7 separate regions of the Mus musculus genome follow, and regions 1, 2, 3, 4, 6 and 7 are each linked to region 5. A link is a contact called in public HiChIP or PLAC-seq and promoter capture Hi-C data. All regions are on one chromosome and are shown on one strand. Each heading gives the region's core, a stretch centred on a gene start, on an enhancer-like site or on the middle of the called end of the contact. The rest is flanking DNA. Distances are from core to core; before and after follow the strand shown. Region 1 holds the start of Laptm5 (lysosomal-associated protein transmembrane 5). Region 2 holds the start of C77080 (expressed sequence C77080). Region 3 holds the start of Zbtb8a (zinc finger and BTB domain containing 8a). Region 4 holds the start of Sync (syncoilin). Region 5 holds the start of Pef1 (penta-EF hand domain containing 1). Region 6 holds the start of Sdc3 (syndecan 3). Region 7 holds the start of Yars (tyrosyl-tRNA synthetase).

Evidence for each region. Promoter capture Hi-C pulls out the DNA fragments that hold promoters and counts their contacts. HiChIP or PLAC-seq counts read pairs in DNA pulled down with a chosen protein or histone mark.
Region 1: a contact with region 5 is called in a promoter capture Hi-C map of liver, with 2.3 times the contacts expected there. The contact joins the promoter of Laptm5 here to the promoter of Pef1 in region 5. A contact is called at or near these places in 4 of 39 promoter capture datasets (embryonic stem cells, liver, neutrophils and 1 more), 2 of 484 Hi-C or Micro-C datasets (both in the G1E-ER4 cell line) and 2 of 115 datasets of contacts at active chromatin or transcription factors (embryonic stem cells and memory CD8 T cells).
Region 2: an HNF4G HiChIP or PLAC-seq map of pancreatic cancer cells shows a contact between it and region 5. The contact joins the promoter of C77080 here to the promoter of Pef1 in region 5. A contact is called at or near these places in 1 of 39 promoter capture datasets (liver), 2 of 115 datasets of contacts at active chromatin or transcription factors (double positive thymocytes and pancreatic cancer cells) and 1 of 9 other capture datasets (adipose tissue).
Region 3: a contact with region 5 is called in a promoter capture Hi-C map of liver, with 2.7 times the contacts expected there. The contact joins the promoter of Zbtb8a here to the promoter of Pef1 in region 5. A contact is called at or near these places in 4 of 39 promoter capture datasets (liver, pre-B cells and stem cell-derived epiblast-like cells) and 2 of 115 datasets of contacts at active chromatin or transcription factors (bone marrow-derived macrophages and pancreatic cancer cells).
Region 4: a promoter capture Hi-C map of pre-B cells shows a contact between it and region 5, with 3 times the contacts expected there. The contact joins the promoter of Sync here to the promoter of Pef1 in region 5. A contact is called at or near these places in 3 of 39 promoter capture datasets (hippocampal neurons, liver and pre-B cells) and 1 of 115 datasets of contacts at active chromatin or transcription factors (pancreatic cancer cells).
Region 6: a contact with region 5 is called in a promoter capture Hi-C map of fetal liver, with 4 times the contacts expected there. The contact joins the promoter of Sdc3 here to the promoter of Pef1 in region 5. A contact is called at or near these places in 2 of 39 promoter capture datasets (fetal liver and liver).
Region 7: a FOXA1 HiChIP or PLAC-seq map of pancreatic cancer cells shows a contact between it and region 5. The contact joins the promoter of Yars here to the promoter of Pef1 in region 5. A contact is called at or near these places in 2 of 39 promoter capture datasets (liver and pre-B cells), 1 of 484 Hi-C or Micro-C datasets (CD4 T cells) and 3 of 115 datasets of contacts at active chromatin or transcription factors (double positive thymocytes, pancreatic cancer cells and thymic regulatory T cells).

The regions. Positions count from the first base shown.
Region 1 is chr4:130,911,958-130,915,686 of GRCm38.p6, forward strand. Laptm5 (lysosomal-associated protein transmembrane 5) reads left to right here and starts at 1,359. Exons shown (of 8, transcript NM_010686.4): 1 at 1,359-1,477. The coding sequence starts at 1,391. It overlaps Gm38599 (a long non-coding RNA gene), which reads right to left and starts at 1,935. Exons shown (of 5, transcript XR_001784452.2): 1 at 1,818-1,935.
Region 2 is chr4:129,247,083-129,250,791 of GRCm38.p6, forward strand. C77080 (expressed sequence C77080) reads right to left here and starts at 1,361. Exons shown (of 7, transcript NM_001033189.3): 1 at 1,039-1,361. The coding sequence starts at 1,264. The region is part of intron 1 of Gm12976 (a long non-coding RNA gene); the gene reads left to right.
Region 3 is chr4:129,375,560-129,379,676 of GRCm38.p6, forward strand. It overlaps Zbtb8a (zinc finger and BTB domain containing 8a), which reads right to left and starts at 2,469. Exons shown (of 5, transcript NM_028603.4): 1 at 2,181-2,469.
Region 4 is chr4:129,285,555-129,289,103 of GRCm38.p6, forward strand. It overlaps Sync (syncoilin), which reads left to right and starts at 2,067. Exons shown (of 5, transcript NM_023485.3): 1 at 2,067-2,234. The coding sequence starts at 2,185.
Region 5 is chr4:130,105,300-130,108,930 of GRCm38.p6, forward strand. Pef1 (penta-EF hand domain containing 1) reads left to right here and starts at 2,257. Exons shown (of 5, transcript NM_026441.4): 1 at 2,257-2,351. The coding sequence starts at 2,328. It overlaps Gm40258 (a long non-coding RNA gene), which reads right to left and starts at 2,819. Exons shown (of 2, transcript XR_868200.3): 1 at 2,302-2,819; 2 at 156-290.
Region 6 is chr4:130,790,398-130,794,360 of GRCm38.p6, forward strand. It overlaps Sdc3 (syndecan 3), which reads left to right and starts at 2,140. Exons shown (of 5, transcript NM_011520.3): 1 at 2,140-2,405. The coding sequence starts at 2,274.
Region 7 is chr4:129,188,428-129,192,063 of GRCm38.p6, forward strand. Yars (tyrosyl-tRNA synthetase) reads left to right here and starts at 1,476. Exons shown (of 13, transcript NM_134151.5): 1 at 1,476-1,645. The coding sequence starts at 1,589. S100pbp (S100P binding protein) reads right to left here and starts at 1,152. Exons shown (of 7, transcript NM_001379590.1): 1 at 1,115-1,152.

The sequences.
Region 1 (3,729 bases), core at 109-2,608, 810 kb after region 5:
CAAGGGCTTCTTGTCCCTTCCTTTATTGCAGCGTGGGTCATTTATCCCCTGAGACATCAGGGAAGAGTCTTAAGTCAGGGAAGAGTCTCAAACTTACTAATTCCAACGTTTCTTAGAGAGTGGGGAAGAACGCACAATCCCAGGTTTCTGTCTCGAGGGACCCTGCAAAGCGGGTTCGGCCAGGGGTCTCCCAGATCTCCTCCAGGGGTTACAGACCACAAGAGAAAGAGCCTATTACAGGGGCCTGGTACACACTCATGCCTATGGCTTCCCATGTGACAATTCTTCAGAGCCCAGAGTGAGGAGGAGATGGAGATGTGTGAGAAGCCCAGCTTCAGGGAGGGCCTCTAGGGCAGCGGTTCTCAACCTTCCTGGTGCTGTGGTCCTTTAACACAGTTAGTTCCTCATGCTGTGGTGATCCCCACCCATAAAATTATGTTTTGTTGCTACCTCATAACTGTAATTTTACTTCTGCTATGAGTTGTAATGTAAATATCTGATATCCAGAATATCTGATATGTGACTCCCATGAAAGGGTCGGCCGACCCCTGGACAGGTTATGATCCACAGGTTGAGAATTACTACTCTAGAGGCAGTTGGCCTCCGTTCCAGTTCCCACTCCTTTTTAGACTATCTTGGTGACTGCAAGGGAGAAATGGCTTCATCCTGTGCCTCAGTTTTTTCATCTGTGCAATGGGGATAAGAATAGCACCTCCTCCTGGGAAGTGACAGTATTCGCCTTTAATCCCAACACTTGGTAGGGAGAAGCAGGCAGATCTCTATAAGTTTGAGGCCAGCCTGCTCTACAGAGTGAGTTCCAGGACAGCCAGGGCTCTACAAAGAAACCCTGCCCCCCCCCTCCCCCCGCAAACCAAACCAAATCAGACCAGACCAAACCAAACCAAACCAAACCAAACCAAACCAACAGTCCCTCCCTGGAACAGCCCAGGTAAGGAGCTAAGCTTCACAGGATCTCGAAGGAGCAGTTTACTGACAGCTACTGTTTTTACAACCAGACACATTTGAGTTTGAATCCTTCCATTAGAACTACTGTTTGATTAGGGACAGATTTCCATATCGGATTCTTTTTCTAGAAAAGGGCTTCTAGGGCGGTGTTCAGCATCCAGGAAGCAGAGTGCATATAAATGCGGAGCCCAGCCCTGGTGAAGCATTGGAGCCCCTGGGAGTGGTAGATGCCTCAGTCGGGCTCCCTGTGACCCCCCCCCCCCTTCCCTCCCCTGCAGCTGCTACAACCCAGACTTACAGACCTGGCCCCTACCGTCTGAGGGCAAGGCGGAAGTGAGGCAGGCAGCCTGTGGCTTCCTCTTTTTTGTTCTGCTGTGGGCCCAAGACTCCTTACTCAGAGCCTCCGAAGAGGGGACTGCGCACCATGGCCTCCCGTGCAGCGCCGGTCAGACAGACATGCTGTTGTTTCAACATCCGAGTCGCCACCATAGCCCTGGCCATTTACCACATAGTGAGTATTGGGGAGTCTGGGGTGTTTGGTGTGTGTGTGTGTGTGTGTGTGTGTGTGTGTGTGTGTGTGTGCGTGAGGACACACTGAGACCTTCCAACTGGGGGATTGCTACCTATTACTTGTCTGTGGGACCCTGGACAAGCCCTGTGCTACTCTGGGCCTTAGTAGTTCCCTGTGGAGTTGAACAGAATAGTGCCCTTTTGGTTGTGGCTGTGCAAAGAGAAAGGCAGGCTGGCAACGGGGAGGAGTGCAGGTTGGGATTGTTCCAGGATGCCAAGCTCCACACAGGCCCGGGTGTAGGGCTTTCTGGGCCCTTTCCTAGTCTGGGGTCTGGGTTTACCTTTGGACTTCTACTGGGAACCAGCGACTGCTTCCTCTCAGCTCACAGCTCAGTCAAGCTGCCACCTTCTCCCTTCAAGGATGGCTTAAGCTTTGTGGCTGGGGAACTGCTTGGGGGTGGTGGGGGGCAGCCAGCATGTCACAGTGGCTGTCATTGTCACAGTGTGACCCCAGGTCCAGTCTTAGTGACCAGGGATAAGGCTCTCCCTTTGGAGTGGCCTAAAGTTGGAGTCTCTGTTCTCTTCTGCTGGGATTTACCCCTCACCCCCTGCCCCTGGCCACACTTAGCTCTCTGAGGCCCAAACATTTCTTGGCTTCAGTGACTCAGACAGAACCTGTGGCTAACAGCTCTCCTGGGCCTGGAAGAGCTTCCTCAAAATCAACCTAAATCCGTAGGCTGCTGCGCAGAGCCTGGTGACATCTGCTTCCGGCCACAGGCCGTGTGGCACCAGGCAGTGGTACAAACCAGTTCTGTCCTGAAGCTCTTGTGTGCACCTCCCTGCCCCCCTCCCCCATTCCCAGCCTTTGCTGTGCAGTCTCACATGACTTGTTGAACCTCTCTGAGCCTGTTTCTTTAGATCAAAACAGAAGATGAGGATGATAAGAGCTGTGTGTTGGGTGGCTGTGTGGGTGAAGTTGATATCTATAAAGCATGAGGGACATGTGCAACATGGTCCCCTGCCTTTCCATGAGTGTGTCTTGACCCACCTGTCCACCGAAAGCAGGGGTTCTCAACCTTCCTAATGTTGCGACTCTTAAATACGGTCCCTCACGTTGTGGTGACCCCACCCTCCCCAACCGTAACATTATTTTCATTGCTACTTCATAACCATAATTTTACTACTGTTATGAATCATAATGTAAATATATTTTTAGATAAAGAGTTGTCAAAAAGGTCTCAACCCATAGGTTGAGAACCACTGTTCTAGGGCCTGGCATGGGGGATGGGGAGACTCAGAGTCTGTCCTGTACAGCCTCAGCCAGCACAGGAGCTGAGAGGGGCGGTGGCACTCTGTCTCGGCATCAATTCTTTCAGATTGTCATTGCTGAGATAGCACACCATTCTGGGAAGGACGTGACAAGGGTCCTTATGCCAGCTCTGCCAGAGCCAGCTGTTTGAGCTCCTGGGAAAACCCGGCTTGGGGCTTGCTTCCCTATCTAAAGTGGAGACCAGGGGCTGTGGATGGGATCTTTGAACTTAGACGTTTGCAGTATGCTGGAGGTGGGGGTGGGTCACTAAGTGGCTTCAGTGGGGTGGAGGGGCTTGCGGTCGCTGGAACCCTTGCTCCATCTGCTCTGGTGGCTCTGCTCCTGTCTTGCAGAGAAATGTTTCCTGTCTGATTGGCTGGCATCTCAGAAGAGCATAAACATATTAAAAAGTAAATAAACCTGGCAGGCTGCATCGTGCAACCATTGGGTTTTCTTTTTATTCATGCGGTCTAAGCACCTCAGCTGTGGGTGCATGAGTGATGTCCCGTTTCCATAAAGATCAGGACACTGTGGGTCAAGCGATCAGGGAAGGCTTCCTGGAGTGAGTGTCACAGGTGGGGATACTGTAGTGTGGGAGGGGGAGTGTGGATGAGGAGCTGGTGTGCCCGAGGTATGCCAGGTTCCGGACCCTACTGAGACAGTTGGTGGGGGGAGGAAGTGACTTTGTGTGAAGTTGAGCCTTTGAGCCTTTCCTCTGGTGCTCCAGTGTTATTTGGGGCTTGGTCATTCTTTGCATTGTGTTAAGAAGGTCACCTCCTAGCCACCGTTCCAGGTCCCTAGACTTTGAGCCATGATTGTGCAGTCTGCAAAACCACTGCGTGGTATGTGAGTCATTCAGAGCCATGGAATGTTGTAGAGCCGCGGGGTAGGGGTATAAGAAAGAGCAGAGAAGCCTGAAAGTCAGATACCCATCCCAGGGACTG
Region 2 (3,709 bases), core at 111-2,610, 860 kb before region 5:
GGCCATTCCCTCACCTTCAGCACTTTAGCTTGGCAGTATAGGAAGATAAACTTCCAGCAGCCGCTGGCCTCTACCCCCCCCCCCCGCCCCAGCAGAGACTAAAGGTCTCCCCACCAAACTGATGACAGAAACAGGAGATGGGGGAGAAGCCAAACAAGTGGCCAAAAGTACAGTGACCTTAACAGGGATATAAGGCTCCCAGTTTCTTCCTTCCCCATCTCCCCCATCTCTCAGGCTTCCCACCCCTTAGAGTCCAGGGAGAGCCATGGGCTCAAAACTTCCAAACACTAGGAAGCAGCTGCTGACTTCTCCTGGCACAGCAGCACAGGCAAAGGCTCTCCACCTCACTTGAGCCTCAGTTTCTCCATTTTCAACACAAGCAGGTTACTACGGGGGACAAGGGACTAGGGAGAGTGGTGAGTGATGAGGAGAGGACTCTGGTTCAGGAAGGTGATCTCACCACCTCAGGAGGTGGATGTTTGTGGTTTGGCCCAGGTAAGGGAGGGGAGGGGGGGTGCGGGGTGTGGAGATGGGAAAAGCTAACACTGGTAACAACCTCAAGCAAAGGACTCCAAGCTGAGTACTTTGGGGAGCTGGAACCAGGATCTACCTGGAGGGCAAAAAGAACTCCTTTTGAGTAGGCTGACCTTAAAGACCCAAAGAGACCGACACCCCAAGACCCAAGGCCACCTGCCTCTCCCATTGGCCCTGGGCCAGTGTCAAATCTCTGACCCCTTGACTCAGCAGAGGGCACAACTTAGGAGAAGGAAAGTGTCTTTCCACCAGGAGGGCCAGCCAGCCAGCACTTCCTGCGTAAACTAGGGGATCCCTGCCCAGATGGGGGTCTCTGCCTCTCACAGTTGGATAGGTTGTGCCCCTGGAGCGGCGCAGGACCTATCTTGGGGTGCCCTGGGCTCTTCACTTCCCCCAAAACCATTGCCTAGGAGACAAGCCGTCCACATTACAGCCGACCCCACCAGAGGGACCCACCCTGCCACACCCATGGGCGCGCTCGACCCAGGTGCCAGGCCAGCTCACCTCGGCTTTTGCCCTTGGCCCGCTTGGCCTTGTCGTCCGCTTTCTTAGCCCGCGAGGCTGTGGACTCGGCGCCCTCGGCCCCGGCCGCCTTCTTCTTGCGCCGTTTGCCCCTCAGCCAGCTGAAGGCACGGCGGAGGCCGGAGCGGGACTTCTTCCTGCGCGGGGGGCCGCCGGGGCTCCCAGGCTCGTCGGCCGCAGGTGCGGCGGGGGGCGCGCGGGCCGCCATGGCGCGGGGCTGGGGAGGCGCGGTGCCCGCGGCGGGGGTCAGGCCCCCTGCAGCGCGGCGCCCATGCGCGGGGGCGGCCGCCGCCGGAGACGCGCCCGGAGAAAAAAGTTTGGGCGGCGGAGGCTGAGCGATCGCTGCGGGGGCGGGGGCAGCGCGGGCGGGGCCGCCGGGCGGGCGGGGCTCGAGCGGCGGGAGCGGCCGTCGGGGGCGGGGGGGGGGGGGACGGTAGCAGCGCAGCGGCAAGGCGCCCCTCCCCGCCGGCCTTGCCCCGAGGGCGAGGTCCGGCTGCAGAGTAGAGGTTCCTCGCCCCGCCCCTCCTTGATCCTCGAGGGTCTGTCTCTCGAAAAACCCCGAGGGTGTTCGGGATTCGTAGGGCAGCGAGGTACTGGCCTTTGGATCACCCGGTGTCTCCTATGGTTGGGGAAAGACTTTTTTTCCCAGACACCTGGGACCTGTGGCAGGTATTCCCCTGGCTCAGGACCACCGGAGGGGGGTGGGGGGGAAGCCTCCAGCAATTGCTCTGTTCTTGGTTGTTTCTGATTCATTCCTGAGTACCTAGAGTGGGATGTTCAGGCCTCAGTTTACCCTTAACGAGGCTGTGATTCCCCCAGGGCACTTATAGTAAGACTCGGGCTTTCCTACTGAGATGCTCAACTACGATAAATAAGGGTGGATCTTGAGGTAGGCGACTAAGTGTGTGCCTGGAGAAGCTGGTTAAGGGAAAGCCTTTAGAAGTCTGGAAAATGCTGTGTTCATTTCCTTGCCGGCCTCTCGTGCTGTATTATAGCTGACCAAGCCCTTTTATATCTCTGATTTTATAAGCTGCGAGGAAAGCAAGGTAGGGAATGTTTCCCCCTTAGGACAGAAGGGAGAGTGAGGCCAGGAGGGAATCAAAGCCAGCATTCTGATGCTCATCTCTGCCTCGAGGCTAGCAAACCTCCGCGGCCCCCAGAAGAGTCTTGTTCATACGTCCCGCAGTTAGAGTTGAGAGTTGTCTAGCATCATCAACTTGACTTTTGTCACACAGCTTTCTCCCGGGGCCCTAGTCTGCATTAGGACAGGAACAGGACCTGATCACCCAGCCTAATCTGCCCTGGCACGCAGTAGACCTCACTCTAAGGTTGTAAGCGGACCTCAGTGCAGAGTGATCTGACCTGCTCCAGTCCCTGAACGGCCCCAAGGCTCCCAGCAGTGGTGAACCTGGGCCCTAAGGCAGATCACCTACTACCCATGCTGAGCCTCAGGCAAAGGGATAAATAAAATAAGTCTGCATGCATTCAGAAGTGGGAAGACAAATACTCTGGCTTTTTGTTTGTTTGTTTACATGTATAAACAAGTCTTTTCTGAATGCCAGCTGCTCCCAGCAGGAGGAGAGGAAGTTGGATTGGAGATCTAAAGGCGGCTGTCCTTGCCCTGGCCTTTGGAAAGTGTGGTCAGGAGAGTGTTCTTTATTCCTAACCACCAGTACCCACTCTTTCAGTACTCTCTTTCCTGTGGCAGAGTTTGGCTGTATAATCTTTAAGGCCATCATACTATCCTCGTGTCATCGTATGGTGGACCTATGTAAGCTGCTACCACTACCAACATGCCTGGCTGCAAAAAGTGTTGCTCTCGGGCTTGAGAGATTGCTCCCCGTGGTTAGGAGCACAGGCTGCTGTCCTAGAGGACCCAAGTTCAATTCCTAGCACCCTCGTGGCAACTCACAAATCTGTAACTGTGGTTCCAGAGGCTCTGACACCCTTATACAGATACATGCAGACAAAACACCAATGTACATTAAAAAAAAAAAAAAAAAAAAGCTGCTGACCTGGGCTTGTAAGGGCTCACAGAGACTGGATCCAGCAACCAGGGAGCCTGCATGAGACTGACCCAGGCTCTCTGAAGATATGTTACAGTCGCTCAGCTTGATCTTCTTGTGGGACCCCTAACAGTGGGAGCAAGGGCACAGCTGGGAGCAGGGGCTGCCTCTGACTCTTTCTTTTGCCTGCTTTTGAGATTCTTTCCTTCATATCGAGTTGTCCAGCTTTAATATAAGGAGAGACGGTTAGTCTTACTACAACTTGATGAGCCATATTTGGTTCATGTCCACGGGAGGCCCGTCCTTTTCTGGATAGAAATGGAGGAAGAATGGATGGAGGGGGGAGGGTCTGAGGGGAGGAAGGGAGGGAGAGAGGGAAGGAGGAGAGACTGCAGTCGGGATATAAAATAATAATAATAATAATAAACACATATGATTTTTTAAAAAGGGAATCAGTGTTCTCCATGAGTTTGTAGCTGGGGTTATAGAACAATGGTAGAGTGCTGGCCTCTCATGTCTGAGGCCCTGGGTTCACCACTGCACAAATGGAAGAGAAAGAAAAGGCTTCAGGAAAATAATGGGGCTAGTAGCGCAGTCAGAGTACTTGCTGCTAAGCACAGAGCCCTGCTCTCCAGCCCCAGCTCTCC
Region 3 (4,117 bases), core at 1,219-3,718, 730 kb before region 5:
GTAATCTTAGTAGCACATATGGTCTACAGGGTCTAAGATAGGAAAGTCTTAGAATGAAATGTTAGAACACTTAAGAGGGACTGGGTAGATGGCTCAGCAGTTAAAAGCACTGGCTGTTTCTCCAAGGATCTGGGTTCAATCCCCAGCACCCACATGGAGGTTCACAGCCATCTCTAACATCCATGTAAGGGGATTCAACACCCTCATCTGGCACCAGGCAAGCACTTGGTATACTGGCACAAAGGCAGGCAACACACACACACACACACATATATATATAAATCTAAAAAAAAAAAAAAATAGAGAGAGACTCGAGTTTTGAAACTATACTTGGAAAGGCCTCACCGAGAAGATGACATCTGAGTGATTGGTGTCCATAGCAGGAAAGAATGTGTATCTTTGAAACTACTCCAGGCAAACCAAACAGCAGGTGCAAAGGCCGTGAGGTGGACAGGAACAGATGGAGGAGGGATGGGTGGGGAGAGGAGGTCACTGTGGTGTGCCAGTAATGTCGGCTAACCCCAGGGTCTTGGGAGGCGGGGCAGGAAGAAGTAAGACCAAGGCAACCCTGAGAAAACCCTCATCTCATAATAAAATTAAAATTTAAAATAAGGGGCCTGGGGATGTATCTCAATGGTAACATTTACCTAGCCCATGCAAGGCCCGGGTTCAAAATACACACACACACACACACACACACACACACACACACACACACACGCCACACGCACACACACCACACACACCACACACACACACACACACACACCATGGGGGTTTTGGATTTTTTTATTTTTTTAGTAGGATGTGAAGGAGCCATTTAAGGTTTGGAGAGGGCTGGGTTTAGTGGTAGAGTGCCTATGTGACATGCATGGGTTCAATTCAAGTACAGGATAATATCAGGTGTGGTGATCTATGCCTGTAATCCCAGCATTTGGTAGGGGCTGCAAGAGAATCAGAGGTCCAAGATTTAGGGCTAGCCTGGGGTACATGAAACAGTGCCTTCAAAAAAAAGATATATAAAATAGCTTTTTAAAAGAGGAGTTTTAAAACTTATATTAACGTCTTTGAATATTAAAAAGTATATAATTGTGCCAAAAATTTGCCTAGTGCATCCCAGCCCTCCCGAGGTGGAGGTAAGATCAAATTTTCAAGTCTAGCCTGAGTCCGCTTTAAAACAAAGAATAAATAGGTAAATAAAAGTGCGATTTAAGTGATAAAATCAGCGAAGGTTTTGGTACTTTGGAGACTGTTCCGGGACGCTGCAAGAACAGGGCGCCTTGGGGGGCTGCCACGTCTCAGCTCCCTGCCTAGGGATGAGACTCCCTAACCATTAGCGTTTTATTTTTCCCCCTTTCCCCTTTGCTAGGTAGAATAAACAGCCGGAACCCGTAGCCGTCTCATAAGAAATTAAGTGCAATATTTCGTCAAAGTGAAACCACTCCATTTACTAAAGTTCTGCAAATAGAAAGACTTCTAGGTGTTGGCGGCGTGTGTGGTTGGGTGCCCGCTAGGTGTGAATCCTATTCCAAACACGTCTCGCAAAGACGTGGATTACGAATAACCGCACGGTCAAGGGCGAGTAAGCGCGCCAGAGCGCGAAGGGACTAAAGCCGACAGTGTCTCCAGGTGGGAGATGCCAGGGACATTCTGCCGCGGGGCCAGCTGGGGCTCCATATTTCTGCCCTCGGTTCTAAGCCCAGAACTGTCGCGTCGTGATGGAAAACCAGAGAGTGGAGGGCGGAGTGAGACCGCCGGGCTGCAGCGCCCCGCGCCCCGCGCCCGACGTCTGCAGACACGCCCGGCCCCGTGGCGCCGCCTCGCCGCCGCGGCCGTCAGGAGGCTCGGGCGCCTTCCCGCCTTTCCCCGGGCCGGGCCAAGGCTGGCGGCGGGGCGGGCGCGGGCGGCGACGGTGCAGCCATTGTCCCGCAGCCGCGCCCGGGGCCGCCGCCGCCGCCCGCGTCTCCTTTGTGGCCGTCGCCGACCCTCGGAGCCGCCGCTCTGCGCCCCCGGCTGCAAATGGCGCCGGGTGCCCCCTGCGTCGCCCGGCGCACCGGCTGGGGTTGCAGTCCCGGGGCGCACCCCGGCGGCTCCGCCGCCCTCCGCCAGGCTCTGGGCCCGGCCCGCAGCCCCGACGCCCGGGCCGCCCTCCTCCCGCCCGCGCCCGTGCAGCCACTTACCGCGGGGCTCTAGCCGCTCGCTCGCTCGCTCGCTCGCGCGCGCGCGCGCTGCGGAGCGATTCCCGGTTCCGGGTAGGGGAAGCAGCCCCTTTCCGAAGCCGAGGCTTTGCGCCCTAAAACAAGTAGCCCCAACGTGGGAGAAACAAAAGGTATTTGCTGACGTGGGCGTTGGACAGAAACGCCCGAGGGCTGAGGACACAATTAAAGGGGCAACGCACAGATTTCAGGCACCAACCAGCAGCTTCGCCCACTCCCCCTGTCCGTGCCCACGCCCGACTGCACCCTCCGCAGGCACTAGGGCGCCCAGGTTCCCCAGCAGTTGATTGGGGATCATTCTTTTAGTCGGGAGCTTAAATTTTAAAATTGTACTTTACGTTGGGAAAGGCGCCTCCGGAGGGCAGAAGGGCTGGATTTCTAATATGTGGAGATATTGGTTCAAGGAGAGAGGGAGGGACTTAGGCGTGCCCACAAATACTGTATACATGTGACATTATTGTACTTAAGTTTAGCGACGTAAAATGGGAGAGAGTTCCACAAAATCGCCCTTTGACGAAGCACTTAATTTCAGTTATAGCCTTTTAGAAACCTCTGTAGGTCCCCATCAAGCCCTTTGAAGAGGCAAGCCCGGAGGGGCTGAGATTAAGAGGCCGTGATTCTTTATATAAAACTAGTACAAAACAGTGTTTCGTGTTTTCAAATATAAAAATTGGTCGTAAAATCAAGTTTCTCTTCTGACGTGACCCTAATATTTATGGCACACAAATATCAGGTGATACATTTCCTAAAATAGTAAACCGCTGAATTTTCATACTGCTTAAATTCCACAAACTAAATTAGTTTTCTACTTCTTCACGCTGATTGTCAAGTAATGCGGAATGGGGGAGAAGATTCAAAGTCTCAAAGCATGCGTTTAATATTTTGAGGCGTTCCTCTCCCAAGCCTCAGTCAAGCCCATCAGGGTCCTATTTCTCCGATCTCCTCACTAAGTAACTATGTATTCGAACATCATTCTCTCTGAGAATACAATACAGTCATTTCTGAATGAAAAAAAAAAAAAAAGGAGAAATAAAAAGGAAAGGGACATGCCTGGTCCTAGGTATAGTGGAGGAGAAAGTTTATTATAGATATGTGGGAGAGCACAGCCAGAGGCAGGAACATCTGGGAGAGTACAGAGTGAACTGAGCTGTGCCCTGTGATGTGGGGTGGGGGAGGGAGGAGAGAGAGCAGCAGAACCAAGTACAGCAGGAGACCCAAATTACAAAGAGGGTAGGGAGCCAAAATGGTTGGATTATATAGGGAAGAATAGCTCAGCCCCCTGGACTGGAGGATTCAAGCTAGGGGGCCGGATATGCCAGCCTAGAGGACCCTGTAACAGGTATTGGACTGAGGGATGCTGGGAGAACCTGGTGGCCAGGTCAGCTTTGACATGTTAACTAGGCACCCCAGCTATTTGTCCCAGGTTTGACACCTAACAGTTTCTTAATGTCACACCTGTTTACCCCAGGGGTGCTCTGTGATTAAGATTCGTTTCCTGGACTTTTGAGGTAATGGGAGATAATGGAAGGAAAGGTAGACCAGTGCTTATTTGAAAATCACTAGGACAGGGCTGGTGAGATGGCTCAGCGGTTAAGAGCACTGACTGCTCTTCCAAAGGTCCCGAGTTCGAATCCCAGCAACCACATGGTGGCTCACAACCATCCATAATGAGATCTGACGCCCTCTTCTAGTGTGTCTGAAGACAACTACAGTGTACTTACATATAATAAATAAATCTTTTTTTAAAAAAAGAAAGAAAATCATTAGGACACCAGGTGTTGTGGCACATGCATGTAATGCCAGAACTCAGGAGGCTCTGAGTTCGAGACCACCCTGGTCTACATAGTTCCAGGACAGGCAGAGCTACATAGGAGACCCTGTCTGGGGGACACACACACACA
Region 4 (3,549 bases), core at 817-3,316, 820 kb before region 5:
TGCCTCTCCCTCCCTATGCTAGGATTAAAGGCTACCATGTCTGGCTTGAGATTCATTTTTCTTAATTATATGTTTGTATGTCTATGTGTGAGAGTACAGGGGCCTGAGGAGGCAAGAAGTGTGGTGTCCCTCTGGAACTGTAGTTACAGGCCATTGTGAGCTGCCTAGTGTAAGTCCTACAAGCCCTCACCCCTAACCGCTGGACCATCCATCATTCTAGTCCCAGATAAACCCTAGTGTTTCCCACTGTGCTACCTGCGGTGCAAAGGATAAGCAAGGTGATGGAGCAGTGGATATGTGAATCCTATGAGGGGTGCTCCTCTCAGGAGACCACATGGGAGCTGAGCTCTGAGGGACGGCAGAATCTGACATAGACAGCAGCAAGGACAAAGGTCCAAGCTTGAAGGGGTTTCTGGACTTAGTAGGGAATCGGTTTTTCACACTAAGGAGCTTAGTGGGAGCTGCCAGGAGTTAGAGATGTGGCCTTGGGGACATCCCTGCCAGCTCCTGGGCAAGGGGGCTGGGAGGGAAGAGGCAGCCAGCCCCTGTGACTACCACCCTTGCTGCCTGTTGCCTAGCACCTTGGGTAAACAGCAGGCTGGCAGGCCTTGCCCTTGCTCCCTTCCTTCTCTGTGACTGGCAACAGCTGTCCAGCAAGAAGCCCGGAGGTCTGCCAACATCCTCCCCTGGAATATTTCAGGGCTAAGTCAGAAAATGACCAGCTGCCTCCAAATCTCCTCTTCTATAGACCTTACATGGGTATATTGGGTTGCTCTGGGCTTTTGGATTCCTCCCTCTTGCAGTCTACAAAAAGATGCAAAAAACACAGCTCCGGGAGACACTCCCAGAGTGTGCACAGCCACAGCCACCCCTACCCCTCAGCTGCCACACTGGCACATGGCAGCCCAGTCAGGCATACAGTCACACATGGTTATACACCTGCTCCGTAGTCTGCAGCCAGCACCCACTTCCCCTCAGGATGATCACACCTGGCACAATCACCCTGCTCTCACATCATAGAGCTGCACTTCCACACGACCACCCAGGACCAGGACTGGAAGGAAGTCACACTGGGGATACAACCTTAGACCCATCTCTTGCTGCACACACAGAACCTTCGCCAGATGTTCCCAGCTGTGGGCACAAGGATCACAACGCACAAGCTACCCAGTCAACAACACCCGGGCATCAGTCCTCATTCGCCATCCCATAGGATGCTCTAAGATCTGATTAAACGGAGTACAGCCTTCTGGCCCTGGCCGCTAGGTGCACAGCATTCTTCTGCGATTGAATCAAAGCCCTCCTCCCTCCCTGACTCGGGGACTGAGTGGGAAAAAGTATTCAGAGAAAGAATGCCTGGGGCTCAGGTTTGGGAAGGGGTCCAGCAGCTCGTCCTGGGGGGAGGGGGAGGGTGCCTTCAGTGTGGAAGTCTAACTAGGACACCGGAGGGTCGAAGACTTAGGGGTGGGTGCGTGCCTTGAAACACAACAGAAGTGACTGAGCAGGAGCGACAAATCGACCTCTCAGAAGACCCCAAGAAACCTTCCAGGGCGAGGGGAAGAAACCTGAATTAAACAGACTCAACTTTATTGCCTTAAGCCGTTCTTCCTCAGCCGTGGCCCCCAGCTGTCCCCAGACGCATGGGGTGTGGCAGTTAACCACCCCCCCCCCTCTCCAGCAGGCGCCTTGCCCCACCCCCTCATGACAGCTGCAGGCCACCAAGAAGATGACCCGGCTCCAAGCCCTTGCGTGGGTGGGGATCGCAAGGCGCCGACACGAGGGGCGCTGGATCCCTCTGGGTACCCCACCAGTAAATCTTCCTCCCGCCTTCATTGAACTCGGGGGGCAGCTCCCCTGGGACCGAACAGCCCCCTCCTCTCCTCACCATGCAACCAGGGCCAGAAGGAAAGGTGGAGAGATGAAAGGAAGGTTCGCGAAGTGCCGCTGGGCCGCCCCCTCATCCCACCCCACCCCATCCCCTCCCACCCTCTCCCCGCCCCCAGGGCCGCGGGGCCCGCGCCCTCCTCCCGCGGGTAATCGTCCGGCCAAGTGGGCGCGTCCCGCCCGGGCCGCCGGGATCTGGTGTCCGCTGCAGCTGGCAGTGCGGCGGGCGCCGGCACCGGCACAATCGCCGACGGCGTTGGCTATTAATAACACTCCGGGCGAGCCCGGGGTCGCGCAGCCATGGCCAGCCCGGAACCCCTGCGCGGCGGGGACGGCGCCCGGGCCTCGAGGTAGGATCCTCTAGGGCTCGTGTCGCCGCCCAGTAGGACAGGGGGTGCTGGGTGGGCTCCCATCCCCGACCCGCGGCCCTTTTCCCTTGGCTGTGGGTAGTGGTCATGCCCGGGTGTGGCACGGGGCGGAGCCACCGGGGAAGGGAGATGGGAGGCCCTGGCTTGGGGACCTGACACCTCCGGGGGTCTGTGTCACTCCTTCCACAGGCTGAGTGCGATTAATCCTTTCAGGCTAGCAACCTGTCAAAATGTAGTTGGCCTAACTGACTAAAGAGTATAAGTTTTGGGTCTTTTTTTTTTTTTTAAAGTCTTATTTTTCCCGTTTCTTATTCACTTGTTAGCGGGGCTAGGGAGAAACCATTTGAGAATTCACTGCATTTGAGCCACTTGGTGCAGGGTTGGGCACCTGCCAGCTTGAAGTTGAGTCTGTTCGGTCAGCTCTCTCTCCCTGGTGTGGCTCAGGGTGGTGGCCTAGAGAGGCAGTTGTTCTCCTGGCCTAGCACTGGGCCCTGGCTGAGCCCAACAGCTGTCCACACTGGAACTTTACCACTGGGGATTGTGGAGTCATTTTGCCTCAGGTCACATTGTGGCCCAGGGACTTCCCAGTGTATCAAATTATGGGAATACTTCCTGGTAAACCCTGTTGTCACATGAGAAGACAACCCTAAGCTGGGTTCTTAACACATTTTGCCTGTATTCCCTACACACACACTAATAAGCTTGAAGCCAGGCACGAACCTTTGTTTGCATGACATGTAATACACACGTCCAAGTCACAGTCTGATGGACAGCATAAAGGAGTTGCCCAAGTCCTCTGGGACAGAGACAGAGTGGCAGAGGTGTTGAGGTCAGGGACCCCAGCTGGGCCCTGTCCCTCTCTTGCTTGGCCTCCTGTAATCTGCTTCTATGCCAGCTCAGTAGAGAGGCAGTTAGCCGAGGACAACCTCTGGTACCCAGGGTGGTGTGGCAGCCTGTAACTCAGGAGGCCTGGGTTCTATACCACAGACCTGCCACTTGACCTTGGGCACAACTTCCCCTGGAAGTTCAGTTGTTTTCTTCTTGCCTTCCAAGGGCCCCACAAGTAGCCCTGTCCTCAGGACATCCGCTCTCATCCAGTGGACAAACGTACCTGTATAACTTAAAGTCACTCCTCCTGATGATGAAACTGCATTCCATTCAGAATGTCCTGAAGACACAAGTTGGTATTGTTGGGATACGGTACCAAGGAGATGGAGTTGCAGCATGTTTAGACATTTGTTAAGTAAACAGATTTTTTAAAAAAATATTTCTTTTAGCCCTGGCCATCCTGGAAATC
Region 5 (3,631 bases), core at 1,007-3,506:
AAACCTGGGTCCTCTGCAAGAGCAACAAGGGCTGTTGAGCCATCTCTCCAAAACGATCCACTTTTTTGGAGACATGATCTTGCTATAAGGCAGCTATCCTCCTGCTTCAGCCTCCCACATATCGAGACTACAGGCTTGCACCATCATGTCCCAGGTCACCATTTATCTTCTTTTTATTATTTAATTAATGTACCAGGATATGATGACCAGGATGCTCTTGAAAGACAAGGTATCTTAGGTGTGGTGTTGAGGATGCCCCACTCACAAGGTAGTAGTATTTCAACTGGAACCTGGATGACAAGAAAGAAAAGAGTGGAAAATGAAGGGGAAAGCAATCTAAACAAAGAGAGGCTCAAATCCAAAGGTCTAGAGATGGAATGCGCTGGGTTTGTTTTGGGGTGGTGGCCAGGCCAGCATGGCTGGAGTAAACTGGCAAGCACAGCAGTGGCGTCAGTGAGGCCGGTGTCACAGGCTGGGGAGAGGTCCTGTGGGCCAATAAAGGCATAGGGATGAGTTTAGATTGTATTAAGAGTGGCAAAAAACCCTCAGAGGAGTTTAGAGAACGACAATATCGAATTCACACTTTAAAGCACCCACTCTGGCTTCTCCATGGAGAAGGGAGCGGGGCTGGAGTTCACTAAAAAGACATTGGCGATGAGGCCAGACTACAGAGGGGTCCTGGAGCAGAGGGGTGGTTGGAACATGGAGCAAAACCAGATGATTGATTATATATACATACATATATATATTTTATTTTCTGAGACAGGAAGGATGAGTTTTGTGGAAATGATCAGAGAATTCTTACGCTGGGCTAGACTGCGACACAGTGGCAGTACTGGAGGGACTGAGAGGAGTGGCTAATGAGCTGGGAGCCATGGGGGGAGGTGTTAAAGAGAGGGTGGGACAGGAGGAGTAGATGTGAGAGGCCATTGGTCTTTATGAATGAGTGTTGTAACCCTGAGTGTGAGAGGCTGTGACTAGTTCATTTTTAAGTTAGCATTTTCCTAAGTTGTATTCCAGAAAACTGTGACTCAGAGAGGTTAAATGACTTCTTCAAGATCACACAGCTAGAAACTGTTTAAAAAAGAAAACGAACAACAGGATCTGCTCACTAACGCCAGTGCTGAGGGGGAAGCTGAGCAAAGAAATAAGCCAGCGGGGCGCTGGTGGGTAAGGCTGGGCCAGATCACGAAGGAACTGGATCACCAGACTTGTCTTCCTCTGCAGGTAAGGATGAGGACCGTGCTTTGCAGACTGTCCTATGGCCAGTACCACGATCAGCAGTGGGACTGTGGAAAGTGCCTGGCTAGATTGAAAGCTCAGGACTTTTTATTTAAAAAGTATAGTGTTGGCACTGTAGATACTGGGGATACAATTATAAGCAAATCAAACACAATTCTTGTCCACATGAGAGTTTTTGTTGTTGCTGCTGCTGCTGTTGTTGTTTGAGACAGAGCCTCATTATGCAGCCATGGCTAGACTGGAACTGTCTATGTATGTATGCTTGCTTCTGCCTGCTGAGACTAAAGGCATGTGCCACCAGGCCCGGCCACGTGGGAATGTAACTAATCAAATAAACATGCAACCAAGTTTAGAACCTAAACCCCAAGAGCCAAGTACAGGAAAGTTGGTAACTTAGGAACTGTGATTTGACCTACAGAGGGAATAAAACCTCCTTGTTGAGACCTAGTCATCTACTGACACTAGTTCTAGGCCGTACTTTGCTGAGGAACTCACTGTGAGTTTAGGTAACTAAGTCATTGCCTTTCTGAGCCTCAGTTTCCCCATACATAAAGATAGGAGCACCGTGACATCTTAATTTTCCTTCTCTTCTGGCGGTCTGACCTTTCTCCACTGTCCACGGGTCTGTTTAGTACCCACGTTCTAAATGGCACCTGCATTCCAGGAAAGGCTTAAGTTCTCAGTAGCCATGGCAACCGCCTGGGCGTTAGAAGTAAAGTGATCACGACAGTGACGTAACTAATATGCGTCAGGTTATAATATGGCCTTGCCAGGTTATAATATGGCCACCACAGAAACAACTGACCAAGTCTCCCCATTAGATAACTACAGCTGGCCAGGCCCGAGGTCCGCTGCAGGTCACGAAAAATAAAAACAAACGAGCCACTACGGTCAACAACACTTCCGGACACTCCTACCCAGCCCTCTGTAAGGTACCAGCTCACCGCCTGTGACTTCCGTTTGTTGACCGGAAGATTGACAGCCTGTCCGTCCAATCACAATCGGACCCGCCCCAAAATCCAACCAGGAGCGGCATTGGGAGCAGGAAACTCCGCCTACCACAGTTGTGTGACGTCATAACCGCCATGGCCAGCTATCCAAACGGACAGGTGAGTTGTAGTGGCCCCTGCGTCAATATTTGGGCTTGTCTATAGATCCGGTACCACTCTCCATCCTCGGCTCTTTCTCCCCACTTGATCCGCAGCCTTTTCACGCAGAGGTTTACTTCAACAAGACTCTGTGTGAGCGAGAAACAGGAGGGCCAGTCCGTCGCGCTCGTTTTACGTCACATAGGACCACTCGAGGGGTTGTTTATATTGCGCAAAACTGGCTTTGGGGGTTTTGCTGTGAATTGATCCGGGCTGAACCGGACCAGGGTGCTTAACTCAGGTCTCCGTGGGGCGGAGTCCTCTGTGCTCTCGAGGCGTTTAGAGCTCTTTTTCCCTTGGAGTCTTTCTGGGCGTAACTTGATAAAAACAAGTTGCCCGACTCTCTCAGCACCGTCCTGCGACCGAATAATCTCGGGACAATCAGTGGTAGGAGGTACCAGAAGTGAGATTACACCCCTCACGGTTGTCCAGCGTCCTTTCACACGTAGGAAAAGTGAAACCCAGAGAAGATATGGAGTTTATCTAAGTTACCAAGTAGTTAGGCAGCAGAGCCAAGGTCAGAACTTGGGTTGTCTGCAACTGCTTCTTCCTTCCTTTCTAGCCTGCCTTGAACCAGCCGGGAACATCATTTCAGTGTGATTTATTTTGTGGCCAGAATTAGGTGACATAGAGGTGCCAAATGCAGTTTTGAGTTAAAAGTGGAGCCAGATCTTTGCCGCATTAGTTTTAAGTCTTTTTTTTTTTTTTTTTTTTTTCCTGATCCAGTTTCCTCTCATAAAATGGACCAAGTAGTAAGAGTCCACCCCTCACAGAGTTATTAGGAAGAACGATGTGATTCCTGTAGGCATATGCTATGCTATACGGTAAAGTGTAACATCACTTTGTAGGAGTTTTCAAAGCAGGCCCCTCACTTCGAAATAATTTGGACAAAATAATCGTCCTGATCACAGAGTAGTTTAAGAGATTAGTCTCATGTATGGAAAGTGGAATGCAAAGTCAAATGGGTTATTACCAAGCTTTGATTGGCCATAGTCACAGACTAAAAGATATTTAAAGGCCTATGTGGTTTATATAGCATTTCTTACATTTACTTTGTGTGTGTGTTGGGGGTGGGGAGAGGGCGGCTACACATGTGCACATGCACAGGAATTATTTTTTTCTCTATCATGTGGGTCTTGGGGATCAACCTTCTTGGGCCTTTCAGCAAGCCCCTTTACCCACTGAGTCATCTTGCTGGCTCCCACACAGCAGTTGGGCCCCCATTGTGCCCATATGAAGAC
Region 6 (3,963 bases), core at 890-3,389, 680 kb after region 5:
CCCCACAAGGCTTCCTGCCGGGATCTCAGTAAAGGGGGTTTGCAGAATGAGGAAGGCAAGGCTGGGCCATGCTCCCTGGCAACCTGGTAGGCTCCTTTGAGCAACACTGTCAGCCTTGCTTGCCTCCCAGCATGGGCAGCTCAGTACTTTGCCCATCAGTCAGATCCAGCTGCCCCAAGGTTTTCTTTGCACCAAGTTGACATGCCACTCCTTGGGTCTCCTTCTTGATTCCAGCTAAACCTTTTTGTTTGTTTGTTTGTTTGTTTGTTTTTTTTTTTTTTTTTCAAGACGGGTTTCTCGGTATATCCCTAGCTGTCCTGAAATTCACTTTGTACACCAGACTGGCCTTGAACTCAGAAATCTGCCTGCCTCTGCCTCCCAAGTGGTGGGATTAAAGGCGTGCACCACCACCGCCCGGCCCAGCTAAACCTTTGAGAGCACCTCAGAACCAGTCCCAACCACATTGATTGAACTCCCAGTACACGAAAAGGAAGAGCTCACAAAAGCTTCCCAGCCTGTCCCCTGACCTGGTACACACAAGGCATTCAATATGTTTGTTGAATGAATAAGTGAAGCCCATATGGTCTTCATTTCCATCAGACATTGGGGAATAGGCTCAGAGAGGTGAAGTTGTACAAACAAGTACCAGAGCCCATGGTTGTCAGAACCAGGATTTGAACCCAAGCACTTGCTTAACCCAAAGCTAGAGTCCCTCAGCTCCTGGCTATGCTAGTGATAAAGCCAGTTCCTGATTCCTAGGCAGGTCAATCTTTTCATGTTGTATTCTTCAAGGCATCTTAGCTTCAAATGCCAAAACGCATCGAATGGGATTGATTTAAAAGACTCTTTGTGAGGGCCTGGGGATGTAGCTCAGTTGGTGGAGCACATGCCCTTCTGCACAAAGCTCTGGGTTCGGTTCTTAGCACAGCACAAATTGGATGTGATGGAGGTAGTAGGAATAGATGTTCAAGGTCATACTCAGCTACATCACAAGTTCAAGGTCAGCCTGAAAGTCCATCTTCCTTAAAAAAAAAGTGTCAACATTTATTTTTATCATTTTTAAAGGATTTATTTTTATTATTCGTGTGTATGTGTGCACACGCGGGCATGCGTGTCACACCTCTGCACATTAATGCAGGTGTCCTTGGAGGCTAAAGGTATTAGATCCTCTGAAGCTGGAGTCACAGGGCGTTGTGTCTAGCCTGGTGTGGGTACCGGGAACTAGTCACTTACATCTTTAAGTAGTATGCTGTATCTCTCACCAGCTCTCCCTCCCCTCTTATATTTGAAAATACAGAGACTCAGTATGTAGCCCAGGCTTTGAGATCCCTCTGCCTCAGCCTCCTAAGTCATGAGTACTGGGGTTACAGGCAGCTACTACTCAGGCTTGGCTCGTTCTCAGCGATCTGTAAGCCACAGAGTGGACGCCCCCCCCCCCCCAGGATGTCTACCGAGGTTAGCTAGGCAAGCCTTGCATACCTGTGATGCCCCAGCCTCTCACTCCCTCTGGGGAACCCATCTCACACTCTGCCTTATATGGTGCGGAGCTTCATGCTCTGGGTTTCTTTCCAAGGACACATGGCCATCAAATGGATAGTGCCGATTGCAGGGACATCAAAGGGTGTCCTGCTCAGCTCACATGCCAACTAACCAACGCCTACCCTTACCAGCCTCCCCGGAGACCCCTTAGTGCAACTGAGCCCCTGTGAATGGGAAACTGGAGACTTCACCAGCGTGTGAGCAGCAGACGCGTGCTGGTGTTCGCCATGCGTGCCTGTAGCTGACCCAAGCCCCTGCTTCCTGAACTCAGGGTGGCTAGGGGCCTGTGTCTCTCAGACAAACAGGCCAAGGAGAAGCTCAGGAGGACCAGGGGGAACCCCGAGTCGGGGTCCTCTGACACCACCCTACTGGGAGCAGAGAGACCCGGGGTGCTGTCTGGAAGAGCAGGTTCTCCCGCGGCTCGCACACGGCGTGCTTCGCGGATCCACAGTAGGGGGGCAGACGTCAACGCCCCTCGCCCCCCCCCCCCTGCGCGGGGGGAAACTGAGGCCGGGGGCGGTGTCGCGTGCCGGTGTCGCCGCGGCCCCGCCCTCCTGCTCGCCCCGCCTGCGCGGGGGGCGGCGGCGGTGGCGGCGGCGGCGGCGACGCTTCCTGCGGGCGCGGCCGCTGTGGGCGCGGAGCCGCGAGCGAGCGAACGAACGAGCGAGGCGGAGCCGGCGGCCGAGGAGCCGAGCGCAGGTCCCGCGCAGCCCGCGCCGCGAACAAAGGCCGCCATGAAGCCCGGGCCGCCGCGCCGCGGGACCGCACAGGGGCAGCGCGTGGACACCGCCACCCATGCGCCCGGGGCCCGCGGGCTGTTGCTGCCACCGCTGCTGCTGCTGCTGCTGGCCGGCCGCGCCGCGGGGGTGAGTGATGGGCCCCAAGAGGGTCCCCAGCGTGTACCCCGCGTGTCTTTGCGTGTCCCCTCGTCGCGCGTGCCGCGCTGGGTGTGTCCCGGTCTCATGGGGTCCCCTCCCCGCCGGGAAGCGTGTGCGTCCGGTATCCGCTGGGGTCGCCTTCTCCCCACCCCCACTCCATCCCAAGCTGCCTGCAGGGCCTTGGGGGCATTGGAGGAGGAGGGGGTGGGTCGATGAAGGTGACCCGCGAGGGTGAATGAGGGTGACCCTGTGTGTGTGTGTCTGCTTCTAAGAAGGGTGCGTGGGCACCTGTGGGTGTGGGCACGGGAGAGGCTCTGTCCATATGGCTGGATGGCATCCGCATCCCGCTCCACACTAGGGTGACCCATTCTGCACGCTGTGTTCCACCATGGCCAAGGCTGTGTGACTGTGGGTGAGGGGGTGTGTGCTTTGACCCATGGACCTGTGTGAAAGCACACGTATGTGTGTGCAGGTGTGTAGCGATGGTGGACCTGGCTCAGCTCCCACCCCAGAAGACATGGGTGTGTGTGCCATCAGAGGTGGGTACCAGGTGACCCCTGACTGTCCCTTTGAGAAACCGAAGTAGCTAAGGGATTGAACTTGGTTCTGGTTTCACTAGCAGAACGGGAGGAAGAGGGTCGGTCCTGCAGGTGGATGAGCCGGGTCCCTGCTCTGAGGAACCCAGCTCCCAAGTGAGTTCTGAGTTGACAGGTGTCTAAATGTGGGCTGAGTGAGCTGGGGAGTTCTAGGTCCTACCCCCATGTGGCTGACTCCAGGAGCAATGGCTGTCCCTACCCACTCAGATGACCACCAGAGCCCAGGCTGGCCGGCACGCCCCTTCTCTCCTAAGCAAGGTGGCCAGATTGTAGGGAGGCAGGCAAGACTCTGAGCTGCCCTGACAACTGTTAGCTTTGGGGAGGGGACCCCAAGATAGTACCTGGTGGTCGGTTCATGCCTTGCCCTTTTTTTCTTTTCTTTTCTTTTCTTTTCTTTTCTTTTCTTTTCTTCTTCTTCTCTCTCTCTCTCTTCTTCTTCTTCTTCTTCTTCTTCTTCTTCTTCTTCTTCTTCTTCTTCTTCTTCTTCTTCTCCTTCTTCTTCTTCTTCTTCTTCTTCTTCTTCTTCTTCTTCTTCTTCTTCTTCTTCTTCTTCTTCTTCTTCTTCTTCTTCTTCTTCTTCTTCTTCTTTTTCCTTTTTTTCCTGATGGGGTGAGGGGAGAGGTTCCTGAGCAAAAGGCAGCACTACCCACACTGGCAGTGGGAACTGCTTTTCAGCAGCATTATAGAAAATTACCCTTGACATCAAAGATCTGGTTTCAAAGTCCAGTGAAGACCACCACCCAATCACAGTGAGGTCTTGAGCCAGCCTGGCCACTCCTCTGAGTCCCAGCTTTCCTCTCTGCAAAGACGGACTAAGGGTGCCCTCCGGGGAGGCAGAGTGGACACAGAGGCACCTTTGAAGGCATTTTGGTGTTGAGTACAAAGGGCTCAGGACAAATGGCTTCACTGGAGCTACTGTCCCTAGGAAGGAATAATACACATTCTACCCG
Region 7 (3,636 bases), core at 226-2,725, 920 kb before region 5:
CACCAAAAAAGGGTGTATCATCAAAATGAGCCCCTCCCAAAATTTTTTTTTTTAACAAAGGGAACTGACTATCTGAAAGAATTTGCAACTCCCTCTGGGCTAACTGCAAACAAGGTAAAATGGAAAGATAACCGGTCTGGAAATCTCTGCTTTAGGTAACAATTCCCCCAGACTAGGGAGCCAAGAATTCCCACACAGGCCCAGGCAGCAGATTTTTCTAAACTGAAGCAACAGGTTTCTTTTACAAGAATAGTCTATTAAAGCCTGGGGCTCTTAACAACCACGGGGGGGTGGGGGGGGGAGGACAAAAAACAAAAAATGAGGGCAGCCGGTGAACTCCGTCCTCATTTGGTGGCCCTCTGAAGAAGGGCTCACCTTAGGTGTCTGCAGCATTCCCTGCGGCCCTGGATGAAACCCAGCAACGGTGGCCCAGGGATACCTTGCGAGGATGCCCGCGGGCCTCCCCGTCGGGAACACTACCCGCCCGCCCGCCGCGCCCAGGGCCTCTGCACTTCCCTCCTCCTCCCACTCGGGAGAGCGAGTCCTCGCCTCCCCGCGGATAGCGGGAGGAGCGCGTGTTCCCTCCGCGCCCCTCCCCCCAGGGGCGACCCAGGTCCCCCCGCGGGCTCCGCCAGGGCACCCGACCTCAGGGGACAGACGCTGACTGCCACATCTCGGCAGGCTGCGGCCCGCGGTCGCCCGGAGTGGGTCGCCCTCTCCCGCCACGACGCCCCGCGGGAAGCCCGCCATCCCCGCTCTCCCTAGCAACAGCCTCCCGCGGGGAAGGCAGGCACCGGGAGAGGAAGACCCCCCCCCCCGCCCCCACTGGCAGGGCCGGCGGCCCGAGGACCTGACAGCTCCCTTTTCCTCAGCGGGATGAGGGGCGTCACTCGCCCACGGATGTGGAGGTGGGGGGCAGGGACAACCTCCCCGCCCGCCATCACCTCTGGCGCGAGAAGCAGCCCTTCCCTCAGCGAGACGAGCTTCCCTACTCCTCACGGGGGCAAGACGAAGAACGCGGCCCTGTGGAGAAGCAACAGGCGGCCCGCCCCCTCCCCCCCGACCCCTCGCCTAGACGACGGGCGCCGACCCTTACGTCCCGCCCGCTCTTCACCTCCGGAAGCCGGGCCAAAAGCCTGGGCGAGCGGCAGCACCTCACTCCGCCCCCTGCGCCATTTTATCGCCCCCTTCACGACCTCCCCCACCCCGAGGCAGCGGGGCCAACACCAGGGGGAGGGCAAGCAAGCAGTGATTGGCAGGAAACCGCCCCGCCCCTGAGAGGGTGCGTCATGGGCGGCCTTCCTAACCCCGCCCCCCAGCTCCACCTACACTGTTTTGGTTTTTTTTTTTTTGGATGGTTCCGCCCCTTCCTGTTTCATCGATTCTTTCGACTCTCTGCTGCTCCTGACTCGGGGATGCTCGGGGAGAGGAGGGGACAGACAGAATCTAGGCCTAGCAAGCGGAGCGACGAGCTCAGCTGATGCAACCCGACGGGACTAGCGTGACAGTTCCCGGCACGCGGAGACGACGGCGAACGAGGAAAGGGCGCGGGTGCCGGCTGAGCGCGGGAAACAGAGACAGCGGAGCCATGGGTGATGCTCCAAGCCCTGAGGAGAAGCTGCATCTTATCACCCGGAACCTGCAGGTCAGGCCTTGGTGGGGGGTTGGGATGCGCCGTTGGGTACCGAGAATTTGAAGTCCCATGATTCCCGATGCCAATCCCTAAACGAGTGGGGCCGCGGTCTCCGCGCCTGGGCGGCTCTACGGCCCTCTCTGCTAGTTGATCAGTCAAGCAGCCATTCTCAGGGTGCAAGAGAAACTCCAGTGGGCTCACCCTTTGTGTGCACGTAGCTTGTGCTCCAGCCATTCCTGGGGCTGGGAACCTCATTCCACCCATCCTATTCCATGCCGGGAGCACTGCTAGGCTCTAGGGAGTCAGGGCCATGTCTTTCCAGGACTCTGGCGGAGAGAACCGGAAATTTAAAAGGACCTATAACCCAAATAAAACACGTACTGAAAGTTCCTATGACTGAAGTTCTGAAAAGAAATAAGGGGCGAGCTGGCCGAAGAGATGGCTCTGAAATGGAAAGAAAGTACTGCTCTTACAGAAGACCCGTTTTCAGTTCCCAGCACCCATGTCAGGTTATTCGGTACGGCCTGTATCAGGGGATCTGACGTCCTCTTCTGGCGTGTGTGTGTGTGTGTGTGTGTGTGTGTGTGTTGTGTACACGCGGGCGCTGAGAACTGCATTTCAGACAGGGAAGACCCAAGGGGAAGCAAGAATATTGTAGAACAGGGAGAAGGCTAGGCTCAGCTCCGTGGTAAAGCATGAGTAAGGCCCTGGACTCAGCCTTCAGTGCCCTCACACACCCTTTGTCCAAGGACACTGATTTAAATGGAATAAAGCAAGCACAGTACTGCTCGGCCACCACAACTCCCTGCCAACAGAACCGTTTCCATCCCTGCCTGCCCGTGCCTCTGATGTTCCTCCACAGAACCTATTGCTGTCCTTTGACATGTTCTCTAAGGAGAGACAGGTAGGAGCCAAGTCATGAGGGGCTTGTAAACTTTGTTTTACAAGCCAGATAAAGACTGGACTAGAATTACGCTAAGGGCGGTTGCACCACCAAGCTATTTTTTTTTTTAAATTTACCTATCCTGGGTGTGGTGGTACATGCTACCTGTAATCTTAATACCTGAGAGTCAGAGACAGGGGGGTGGCTGCAATTTGGAGGCCAGCCTTGTTTACATAATGAGTTCCTGGCTAGGTAGAGCTCTATACAGAGACCCTGTCACTAAGAACATTCATTCACCTCTTCGAAGGGTACATTTTAGTCAGTTCTTGTATACCCACAAGGTTAAAGTTCTAGAATATTTTTATTCCCAACTCCCCCGACCCCTAGAAAAATGTGAACCAACCTGAGCACACGCTGTAATCCCAGCATGTAGGAAGTGGAAGCAAGAAGATCCAGAATTTAAGGACACTTTCGGTGACATAGCTGAAGTTAAGGTCATCATGGGCTTCATAAGACCCTCAGTGGAAAAAACAGAAAGAAAAAGAGAAAAAGAAAACCTTGTACCATTAGCTATATTAAGAGTTAACTCATCCTTGTCCCCCAAGTACTGATCTGCTTTCTGTCCCTAAGTGTATACCACTCCTGGGTGGGTCTGATGCCTAGAGTCAGATAAGGTGTGCCCATTGGTGTCCTTTCACAGGATGGTGTTACACAAGGTAGTGTGTGATTTCGTTTCTCTCAGAATTTCATTCCTCATATTTCTTTCTCACTCCCTCCACTCCTTGCCCCCCGCCCCCATCACCCTTCTCTCCTTTTCCCTGCGCTCCCCTCACTTCCAGGCCCCATCCCTTCCCAACATATCCTTTCCTACCCTCTTCCTTCTCCCTCCCACCTTCTCCTCCCCCCCAGGCTTGCTGTGTCTCTTCATCCCACTGGCCTACTCTGACCTTTGGTCTCTTCCAGGAAACCGCTTCCCTTATAGGAAAGGGCTCTGGTGTGTGGGAAAGAATTAGAGGGAAGCAGACACCGGGTGAATAAGGGCACCCTGGAGGCAGAGAGGGAGAGTAAGTGGTGCCCAGACACAGAGACGGGAACATGGACACTGAGACACATGTCTCTG